3 separate regions of the Mus musculus genome follow, and all the other regions are linked to region 3. Evidence: chromatin contacts called from public HiChIP or PLAC-seq data. All regions are on one chromosome and are shown on one strand. Each heading gives the region's core, a stretch centred on a gene start, on an enhancer-like site or on the middle of the called end of the contact. The rest is flanking DNA. Distances are from core to core; before and after follow the strand shown.

The links. HiChIP or PLAC-seq counts read pairs in DNA pulled down with a chosen protein or histone mark.
Region 1: a contact with region 3 is called in an H3K27ac HiChIP or PLAC-seq map of the HPC-7 cell line, with 5 times the contacts expected there. The contact joins two enhancer-like sites. A contact is called at or near these places in 6 of 39 promoter capture datasets (the HPC-7 cell line, the SN4741 cell line, epiblast stem cells and 3 more), 4 of 484 Hi-C or Micro-C datasets (the G1E-ER4 cell line, bone marrow-derived macrophages, granulocyte-monocyte progenitors and 1 more), 24 of 115 datasets of contacts at active chromatin or transcription factors (the HPC-7 cell line, Th17 cells, bone marrow-derived dendritic cells and 21 more) and 3 of 9 other capture datasets (adipose tissue, liver and pancreatic islet).
Region 2: an H3K27ac HiChIP or PLAC-seq map of bone marrow-derived dendritic cells shows a contact between it and region 3, with 4 times the contacts expected there. The contact joins two enhancer-like sites. A contact is called at or near these places in 10 of 39 promoter capture datasets (3T3-L1-derived adipocytes, the HPC-7 cell line, the SN4741 cell line and 7 more), 9 of 484 Hi-C or Micro-C datasets (the G1E-ER4 cell line, beige adipocytes, bone marrow-derived macrophages and 6 more), 37 of 115 datasets of contacts at active chromatin or transcription factors (the HPC-7 cell line, the SCID.adh cell line, T-cell acute lymphoblastic leukemia and 29 more) and 4 of 9 other capture datasets (adipose tissue, liver, macrophages and 1 more).

Annotation. Positions count from the first base shown.
Region 1 is chr5:143,075,510-143,078,754 of GRCm38.p6, reverse strand. Rnf216 (ring finger protein 216) reads left to right here. Exons shown (of 17, transcript NM_080561.4): 10 at 1,278-1,328; 11 at 2,891-3,028. Among named protein-coding and RNA genes, the nearest start is that of Rnf216, 36 kb to the left of the region's middle. Within about 2 kb of position 1,799, at least 11 of the 459 cell types and tissues checked have an H3K27ac peak or open chromatin away from gene starts, as enhancers often do. A contact at or near this core is called in the HPC-7 cell line, where this site is marked.
Region 2 is chr5:143,046,798-143,049,824 of GRCm38.p6, reverse strand. The region is part of intron 13 of Rnf216 (ring finger protein 216); the gene reads left to right. It overlaps Gm43380 (a long non-coding RNA gene), which reads right to left. Exons shown (of 3, transcript XR_003955828.1): 2 at 1-3,027. Among named protein-coding and RNA genes, the nearest start is that of Gm43380, 9.3 kb to the right of the region's middle. Within about 2 kb of position 1,359, at least 145 of the 459 cell types and tissues checked have an H3K27ac peak or open chromatin away from gene starts, as enhancers often do. A contact at or near this core is called in the HPC-7 cell line, bone marrow-derived dendritic cells, liver and 2 more, where this site is marked.
Region 3 is chr5:142,911,145-142,914,301 of GRCm38.p6, reverse strand. No RefSeq gene overlaps it. Among named protein-coding and RNA genes, the nearest start is that of Actb, 6.0 kb to the right of the region's middle. Within about 2 kb of position 1,766, at least 80 of the 459 cell types and tissues checked have an H3K27ac peak or open chromatin away from gene starts, as enhancers often do. A contact at or near this core is called in the HPC-7 cell line, bone marrow-derived dendritic cells, liver and 2 more, where this site is marked.

The DNA of each region.
Region 1 (3,245 bases), core at 550-3,049, 160 kb before region 3:
ATTAGAATTTGAAGAAAGAGTCTTCAAATCTTGATCCATCACAGAATCACATTTGTTAACACCACCATGGGAGGATGAAGAAATAGCTGCTCTTCCAAAGGACTTAGGCTCAATTCCAAGCACCCACATGGTGGCTCACAACTATCTGTAAGTCCAGTCCCTGGGCATCTGATGACTTTCTCTGGCCCTCTGTGGACACCAGACACCCACACATAGTACACACACATGCATATAGGAAAAATACCTATGCATATAAAGTTAAATTCAAAATCACAGGGCTACCCAAAATGATTTTTAAAATGGATTATCTGTTATTTGTAGTTATTATTACCCTTGTATCCAAGTTGTCCTTCTAACCAGTGGCAGCCCCTTTGTCCTAATCTGGTAGTCTCTGACCACATCTGCTTTCTGGCATGGTAGAGTGGGCTGGCTTCTCTGGTCTTGCCTTAGTTGTGCTTTCTGTTGTTACTTCTATAAGGAGGAAGGGGTTTATTTGGCTTACATTATTACCATATAACCATTCATCATCTAAGGAAGTCATGACAGCAACTGAAAACAGGGCAGGATCCTGGAAACAGAAGCTGATACAGAGGTCATAGAGGGTGCTGCTTAATGGCTTGTTCCTCATGGCTTACTCAACCTTCTTTCCTGTAGAATCCAGGACCACCAGCCCAGGAATGGCACCACTCACAATGGTCTGGGTCCTTCCTCATCTAATCACTAATTAAGAAAATGCCCTGTAGGCACATGTTTTGGCCAGGCATTGTGTCTGTGCCTTTAATCACTTGAGCAGGAGGGAGACATGTTCTTCCTTATGAGTTTGAGGCCAGCCTGGTCTACATAGTGAGTTCTAGGACAGCCAGGCCAGGGCTACATAAGAGAGGTCTATCTGGGAAAAAAAAAAATTATTTTTTACTTTTGAGTTCCTACCACACTCCTTCTTTATGGTCAGCTAGTTTCTGCCTTCTGCAGCAATATACAATACAATATACAATATACAAATGCTGTTTGCTTCCCAACTTAACCTGCAAAGTGTGTTGTCAGACTTGGTTTTGGCCCCTTTAGCTTTGTGTTTGCTTTTGCTGTTCGTGCTATTGCAGAGTGTTTTGTGTTGGTGCGTTCCTTTATTTACTCTGTAGATTTATGCTCTGGTAGCTTTCTCATCTACTAGACAATGTTAAGAGAAGCGGCACCGTTAGTAATGTGCATGAGATGAGGTGCATGCTAGTGGTTTGTGGTTTCTTTGTACCTGAATGTGTGATGCTTTTCTTCTTCAGCATGAAGACTTCTTGCTCGCCCTGCAGATGAATGAAGAACAGTATCAAAAGGTATTTTGAAATCTCACCAAGTTAATTTATTCTGGGTTTTCTCATTTGGGCTTTTAAAATCAAACTTTTTCTATATAAAATCCCCTGTTGACTTGTCAGTTTGTGGTTCACTCAAGTCACAGTCAGTAACATCAGCTAGAGGAGGCTGTCTTTATACAATACCAAAGCGGAACTAAAGGAGATAGATATGTTCTTAAAGAGCATGAGCAGAAATCCATACTACAAAATCTTTTATGTGCTTGGCCCTTTAAATGACCCTAGGTTCTTCAGTGGCAGTTGGCGTTTGGACTTCTAGGAACAGGAGAAGATATAAAATTGAGCCAGAGGCTGAGGGAAGGAGGAAGAAAGGAGTTGGAGAGAGTAGTATTAATAGGGAAAAGTCAGGAGACTGAAGGGTAGGTCAGGGAAAAAGAAGGAAGGTTGCACATAGGGTTAGAAAAGAGTAGAGATAAATGAGAGACAGTTAAGTTAGCTGGACTAGTGGACTGTGAAGACATTGGTGACAGCTGAGCCAGAGAAGATACTGTTAGGAGACAGATAAGAGAAGAAGCCACGAAGAACCACCGTCAAATAGCTTTATATACATTTACAGAGAAAACATTATAAAGCAAAATGTGACATTTTTACATTTTAAATTTTTTACTTTTTGGGAACTAGAGAGATGACTCAGCAGTTAAGAGCACTGAGTGCTCTTCCAGAGGTCCTGAGTTCAATTCCCAGCAACCACATGGTGGCTCACAACCATTTGTAATGCGATCTGATGCCCTCTTCTGGTGTGTCTGAAGACAGCTACAGTGTATTCCTATAATATACATTAAATAAATAAATAATTAAAAAAAAATTTTTTTTTCCCCAAAAAGCTACAGAAATCCACTCCTCAGTTCTAGATGGAAATGTAGAACTCAGATTCATTGTATGTAGCCTTGGGCCAGGGGTTGCCATACTATATCTGCCAACCTGTTTAGGGGCTTTTGTGAGCATCCTGACAGTGAGCAGGCCTCTGGCTGGCCCTGTCTCATCAGTCAACCTGACATTACATTTATTTAAGGATGTGACTTAAACTGCTTTCCTCATTCTCTTAACCAAAAGCAAAGATTGGCTTAAGATCTCTTCACACTCCTGTCTTCTGACAAGAGGAGCAAAGCCCAGCTTTACAAAGCTTCTGGGACAATGTGTCATGCTATTATTAACCCTTTTATAGTCATATCAGCATCTGTCGGAGCGGCTGCTTGCTGTTTTTACTTATGGTGTACACTGATATCCTGAATTAGACTTTTTTTTTTTAATTTAATTGCTTTTTGAGACAAGATCTTATTCCATAGCCCTTGTTGGCCTCAAACTCTAGTTCCCCTTTTCTCAGTATCCTTAGTACTGTTGTCACACATACATGGTACCTAGCTTCTGAGCTAGGTTTAAATGTTTCTTGTTATTAGGTGTCTCATAGGAATTGGTGTTGACCTCATTGTGTGTCTAGGGCAAGGAAGTGTGTAGGGCTGTAGATGAGACCTCACTTCTTGGGGATGGGTTATGGGGTATTAACATATATCTTTTTTGGTTTATAGGATGGCCAGCTGATTGAATGCCGCTGTTGCTATGGGGAGTTTCCATTTGAGGAGCTGACACAATGCGCCGATGCTCACTTGTTCTGCAAAGAATGTCTCATCAGATATGCCCAGGAGGCAGTGTTTGGATCTGGAAAGGTAAGTGTGCTGCACATAAGTAAGAAAGGTGACCGTGCTTATGAACAGGAGCACTTGTGTGTGAGCACGGTTCTGCTAAATGGCTGATAAATGCACAACCTGATTTGTGTCGTGTTGGTCCTGACTCACTCACACCATATATCTAGCTCCACAGGGCTCCTGTCTCAGCTCACCTTGCTGGTCACAGTTAGAGAAGTGGTGAGCTCAGGATTCGTCT
Region 2 (3,027 bases), core at 110-2,609, 140 kb before region 3:
CTCACAGTCAGCTATTGGATTTATAACAGGGCCCCCAATGGAGGAGCTAGAGAAAGTACCCAAGGAGCTGAAGGGATCTGCAATCCTATAGGTGGAACAACAATATGAACTAACCAATACCCCTTCAGAGCTCGTGACTCTAGCTGCATATCAATCAGAAGATGGCCTAGTCGGCCATCAGTGGAAAGAGAGGCCCATTGGTCATTGCAAACTTTATATGCCTCAGTACAGGGGAACGCCAGGGCCAAGAAGTGGGAGTGGGTGGGTAGAGGAGTAGGTGGGGGAGCGTGTGAGGGACTTTTGGGATAGCATTGGAAATGTAAACGAAATAAATACCCAATTAAAAAAAAAAAAAAAAGAACAGAGCAGTGAAGTAGAATTGTCACTGGAACACTCAGTAGGTGACTCTGCCTGCCCATGGCTCTGGTAGTTCCCAGCAGCAACTCCTGCTCATTGGAAAGACATTCAAAAACTGAACTATGTGGTCATCAACAGAACATTCACCCTGACTTCCTCACCAGAGAAACAGGAGTGCCATTCCTTCCTATTCCATCTATCCCTCCTCAGGGCTCTGGGCTCTGGAAAGAGACCAGAGAGCTTGTGGCAATCCAAGTCTCCCTGGGGGTTTTCAGGCACACACTATTCCTGCAAGGGAAGGCTGGCCATCTTACTGCTCTCCTCCAGGATGCTGTGTTGGAGCAGTCTTCTCTCATGCTGACTGTCACATAGAAGGTAGGCCCCGAGGGCTGAGAAGTCACTGAGCTTAACAGGACTCAAGTGAGAGGAGCTCAACTGCAGAAACAAGAAGTTTCCAAGGTGCTGGGTCCAGGTCACATTGCAAGAAGGAAAAGGGGTCATTATTTGCAAGTTCAAATCTCTAAGTCCTTAAAAGTAAGTCTTTGCAGGCTGAGGTGTGACTCAGCAGTCAGTCACTTGCCTTACTCAAGTTAGGCCCTGGAATTAGGCTTACAGAGAGAGAGAGAGAGGGAGAGAGGAGAAAACTGTTTATTCAGGCACATTTTTAAAGCTCAGTATGGGCCAAGATTGTATCTGCATTCTTCTCTCCATTTCTACAGTGTATGCTTCATGGAATTTTTTACATAGTTTCCACAAGGTCAGGACAGAAATACATGCTAATGCTACAGATTTTTAAAATGCACATTTTGAAAGTGTTTTTGCTTTTGTCCAGGTCTTCTTAGCATGCATATTTAATTACAAGGCATGAGGATTAATGGGGCTTTGAATATTTAAAGCTCTTCTCCTGAGATTCATTTGATTTAATTACTCCTGAGATAGGCATTTGCAGCCTTGGTGACTTGCCATTTGGATGGAGTGTAAGAGGAAAGGGGAGGAAGCATGACTTGTGACAGGCTCAGCTTTGGGCTTCTTGCTTCCCCTCAGTGCCCCTCCCCTCCAGCTTTTAGCATCTCTTTGTCTCTGTCTGCCTTCATGGGGTTCCTCTCTCAGTGCTGTTTGCTACAGCTTCAGTGCTTAGTGTGCAAGCCCTGGCCCTGGGGAAGTGGGCAGCAGAGCAGTTTCTCTAGCCCTGTGTCTTCTTTCCCTGTTGCTGTGATAAAATATAATCCCAATGCAAAAAAGGGTTTGTCTGCTTGCAGTTCAAGGGTCAGTTATCATGGTGGGTGAGGCAGGGTGGCTAGAGCTTGAAGGATGTGTTCGCTTTGTGTTTAGAAAGCTGAGCATGATGAACGCTTGCTGCTGGTCAGCTCTTTTTCTAGGTCTCCAGCCTAGTGCCACCCACAATAGATGGGTCTCAATATCTCAAGATAATCCCCCACAGTCATGTCCAGAGGCCCATCTCCCAGATAGTTCTAGACTCTGTCAACTTGACAGTTAAGGCCAACCCCCTGCTCTTCCAAAGACTCTCTTTAGTCCATGTAGTCAGAGTCCTGAGGGCATAGAGAAGGGGCAAATTTTTTCCCAGCTCATTTCTGTCTTTAACTATCCATGTGTGTGTGGTGGTTGTGACCACAGGAAACAAAGCAGCTGAAGGTCCACTGCTCTTGCCTGATTTGGCTCCTGCCAAGTCCACTGTGACTTGAGAGCCAGTGCTGTCCAGAGTTGTGACTCACAACCCATGAGAGACCTCAGGTCACTTGTCACTTGGAGACCTGTGCTTGGGAAAAACAGGCCATAGTTGCTGAACATTTGCCCTGTTCAACCCCACGCCCTATCTAGTTGCCCTAAGGCCTGTGTGGTAAAGAATCCTCAACCCTTCACAAACTTGCCTGTGTACCCAAGCCTTTTTCCTCTTGGAGAACTAAATAAGTTACCTGACTTAGAGAATGTGTTTGAGCATGTGTATTCAGAAAACCCACATCAGGAATTTTTAATCCCAGCCCTCTGGAGAGAATCTTTTTGAATTTGAGGCCAGCAAGGTCTAAGAGTTCTTGGGCTGTCAGAACTTCACAGTAAGACCCTGCCTCAATAACAACAAAGGTCTAATAAAGTGGTTGTTTTACTGTGTCCTCCTGTGTCTACCTCAGGAATAATGATATTTATCATTCAGTTTACTAGAGGGCAGGAGCCACAGAAGTTTTAGTTGTTTTACTTTCCATTCATGAGGTGCCTTCAACAACCTTGGATGCCCATTGAAGCAAGTGCTGTTGCTGCTGCTAAGATAGCTGCACAGTGCCTTTCCCTTTCCAGAGGGGGAGAAAAGCACTAGCTATGGACTGGAGACTACATGGGCAGGTGAGTTCATCTGCTGCCCATCCATCAGCCAGCCTTGGTCTAGAAACTCTGGGAAGTTATACTGCCCAGGGCCTTGAAAAGCACAGTTGGTACCTCTTAGTCCCTAGTAGTCCTCTTTCTTTCACAAAAAAGTCTTCCACAAAACCCAGCTGCAGGCGCATGTGCTGTGCCAGAGCCCAGGACCAGCTTCAGTGTTGCCTCTGTGTTCTGCTCATGTCTCAGTCTACTTATCCTCACATCAGCCTGGTCTGCCTTCTCATCTGACCTAACTGTGACAGAATGGCACTGTCTGTAAATACAAGCAGTGCAGATCTC
Region 3 (3,157 bases), core at 517-3,016:
GATGAGTCAGGCAGTGGTGGCGCATGCCTTTAATCCCAGCATTTGGGAGGCAGAGGGCAGGTGGATCTCTGAGTTTGAGGCCAGCCTGGTCTACAGAGTGAGTTCCAGGACAGCCACCTGGACAGAAACCCTGTCTCGAAAAACAAAAAACAACAACAACAAAAAAGAAGGTGGGGTGGGAATTTGATATAGATGTCTCATTTTTAAAAATACCTTACTATTTATTTTTATTCTGTGTGCACTGGCATTCTGCCTCCCTGTATGTCTGTGTGAGGGTGTCAGGTCCCCTGGAACTGGAAGGGGACAGACAAAGACAGGTGGTGCTGGGAATTGAACCCAGATCCTTTGGAAGAACAGCCAGGGCGCTTAACCTCTGAGCCATCTCTCCAGCCCTGGATGACCCATTTAGGGTTCAGCACTTTCTGCTCACTTGTTCTTAGCACTAGTCTTAGACTCATGACTGTGTTCACAGCTGACCCCTTGAGAAAGGCTGTTCTGGTTAATGTTAGGAGCAACGTCAATGTATGGGTGTAAGCATGAATATTTGGAAGGGAGCTTGACAAGATATTCATTAGTAAAACAACAGTAGGAGATTCCTCCCTAGGGCCTGTGATCTTCAGAGCCATGGGCTTTTGGCAAGGTTTACAGTCTACACCTACATTGCTTGCTGGTTTCCAATCAGAAAGCAGTGGTTACCGCCCTAGCCTTCATGCCAATGCTACTACACCAATGAACAGATCTTTGGCAGGTCACCGTTGTAGCATGCAGGCTTCGCTGCTGGGTAATACCACTGATGCTCACCCCTACCCCACCCTTGTGGCCTACATAGCTAGCACCTTCCAGAACCATGAAAGCTAGCCAGCAGAGAGGAATTTTTCAGGTCAATTCAAGGGGGATTTTTTTCTAGGCTCTGAAACCAAAGACTAGTGTGTCTTCAGTAATAAGGTCTTACCATTCAGTTCTGCTGGACAACTGAGAACAAAACCAGCCCTTTCGAAATTTTATTTCTTTTTCTTTTTTCTTTTTTCTTTTTATTTTGAGACAGGGTCTTACTATGTTGCTTAGGCTAGCCTGGAATTCACTAGATAGGCTGGCTTCAACCTCATAGAATCTGCTTGTCTCTGCCTCCTAGGTGCTGGGGTTATAGCTGTGCATCACTATAGTCATTTATTTTTTTTTTTTTAAATAGTCTTTCCTCCCGTTTTCCTAGTCATAGTCCCTCAGCCCCTGGAAGAGCTGGAGTGATAGGCCCATGCCACCATATTTGGTCTGATACTATCTCGTTTGCTCATCTAAGGAACAGGGAGATTCCGGCTGACTGGGTAGGGGTGTGGCAAATTAGGGGTAGCTCCTAGTGCCCTGTAGGCTCTCAGCAAGCTGGGTAGGCCAGGAGGGAAGGCACAGGCTGACCCCTAGGGCTCAGCCTATGAGTCAGCTGTGGCCAGACACACCTACATCTACCCAAGTCTCCCTCCCAATTCCACTTCCTCCAAGGCGGGCAACCCTAGGTAACTACACTTCTCTACTTACAAGGGGCATTTCCAAAAGCCAGAGCAGGCTGAATTTTTATCTATTTATTTATCTAATGGTTTTTAGAGACAGGTTCTCAGTGTGTAGCTCCGGCTGTTCTGGAACAAGCTGGCCTCAAACTCACAGAGGCCCACCTGCCTCTGCCTCCTGAGTGCTGGGGTTAAAGGCGTACACTGCCACACTGGTTGTTAAAGCTAAGTCCTCTACTGATATTGACTACATGATCCAGCATTGGCCTGACCTTTAGACCTTGGCTTCCTATACACTCTGGACTGTCTACCTGTTGTATTGTTTACTGTACTGGAGGTGGAATCCAGGGTTTTGTATGCTTCAGGGGCCACTCTTTTTTCATTTGTTTGAGTCAGGGTTGCTCTTTGTTACTCTGGTTGTTCTAAAACTCACTGTGTAGACCAGGCTGGCCTCGGAAGTTAAAGATCTACCTGCCTCTGCCTTCTTAGTGCTGGGATGAAACATGCGCACCACAACACCCATCAGGAATTAGCAACTGCTTGAGCCATACCTCCAGCCCCTCACTGTAAGGACCTAGGCAGATGCTCTACACTGAGCCAGGCCCCAACCCCGAACTGGGGTAGTCTAGGCGGGTGCTCTACCACTGAGCCCCCCCCCAGCCCCCCCACCCCAGGAGTAGTCTAGGCAAATGCTCTACCACTGAGTAATTTCTTCAAACTCTCTGAGACAAGTTCTTTATATACCTTTGGCAGACCTCGAACTGGTGATCACCTTGACTGAATATCTGAACTAGCTGGACAATGAGCCAGCTCATTGTCACCCCATAATGCGCTCTGGTCTACCTAGACAACCAGCAGAGTGCAAGGTCAGCCTCTGGGTGACAGAGAGCTGGTGGCCACTCCCCTGCAGGCTGTTCATTTGGATCCAGGGATCAGCCCATACCCTAGCCTCCCTCCATTCCTCACTGCCTTCCCACTGAGCATTGGGTAGCATTCCCATCTGGAAGCAAGGAACAGGAATCCTGCTTGCCCTAGGGCAAGCAGAAAGGCCTCTACTAGTGCGTATGAAGGGGAAGACCTGGAAGTTTCTCTTCTGTTTCTGAATAAATCACTCTGAATTTGAAAGTCTGGGAACTCCCCAGAAGGGTGGGGCAGTTTTTCCTGGTGCCCTAGGGGGCCAAGACAGAAGGTAGTTTTTAAAAGGATTTTTCAAAACTCTCCCAAGAACTTTAATAAGTTCCCCCATTTCAATGGAGCGTGCTTCTAATCTAAGTGCTTGGCCTTGGATTTGAGGCCAGGCTGGGCTACTGTATGAGAACTTGCCGTAAAGAAAAACCAATGAGCAAACACGGGCCAGTGAGATGTCTCAGTGGGTAAAGAAGCTTACCACCAAGCCTGATGATCCCTGGTGACCCACAAGGTGAAGAGACCTGACTCTTCAAGCTATCACATGTACACAGCCCCCTCTACACACACTCAGAATTCATCACTGTGTAAACTGAGTGTGGTACCGTTCCCCGTGACGCTGGGGATCAAGAGTTCTAGGTCAGAAGTTAGATGCCTCAGTGGTTAGGAATACTTACTGCTCTTGCCGAGGACCTGAATTCCGTTCCCAGCGTCCTCATGAGGTGGGTTTCAACTGTTTGGCACCTGCATTC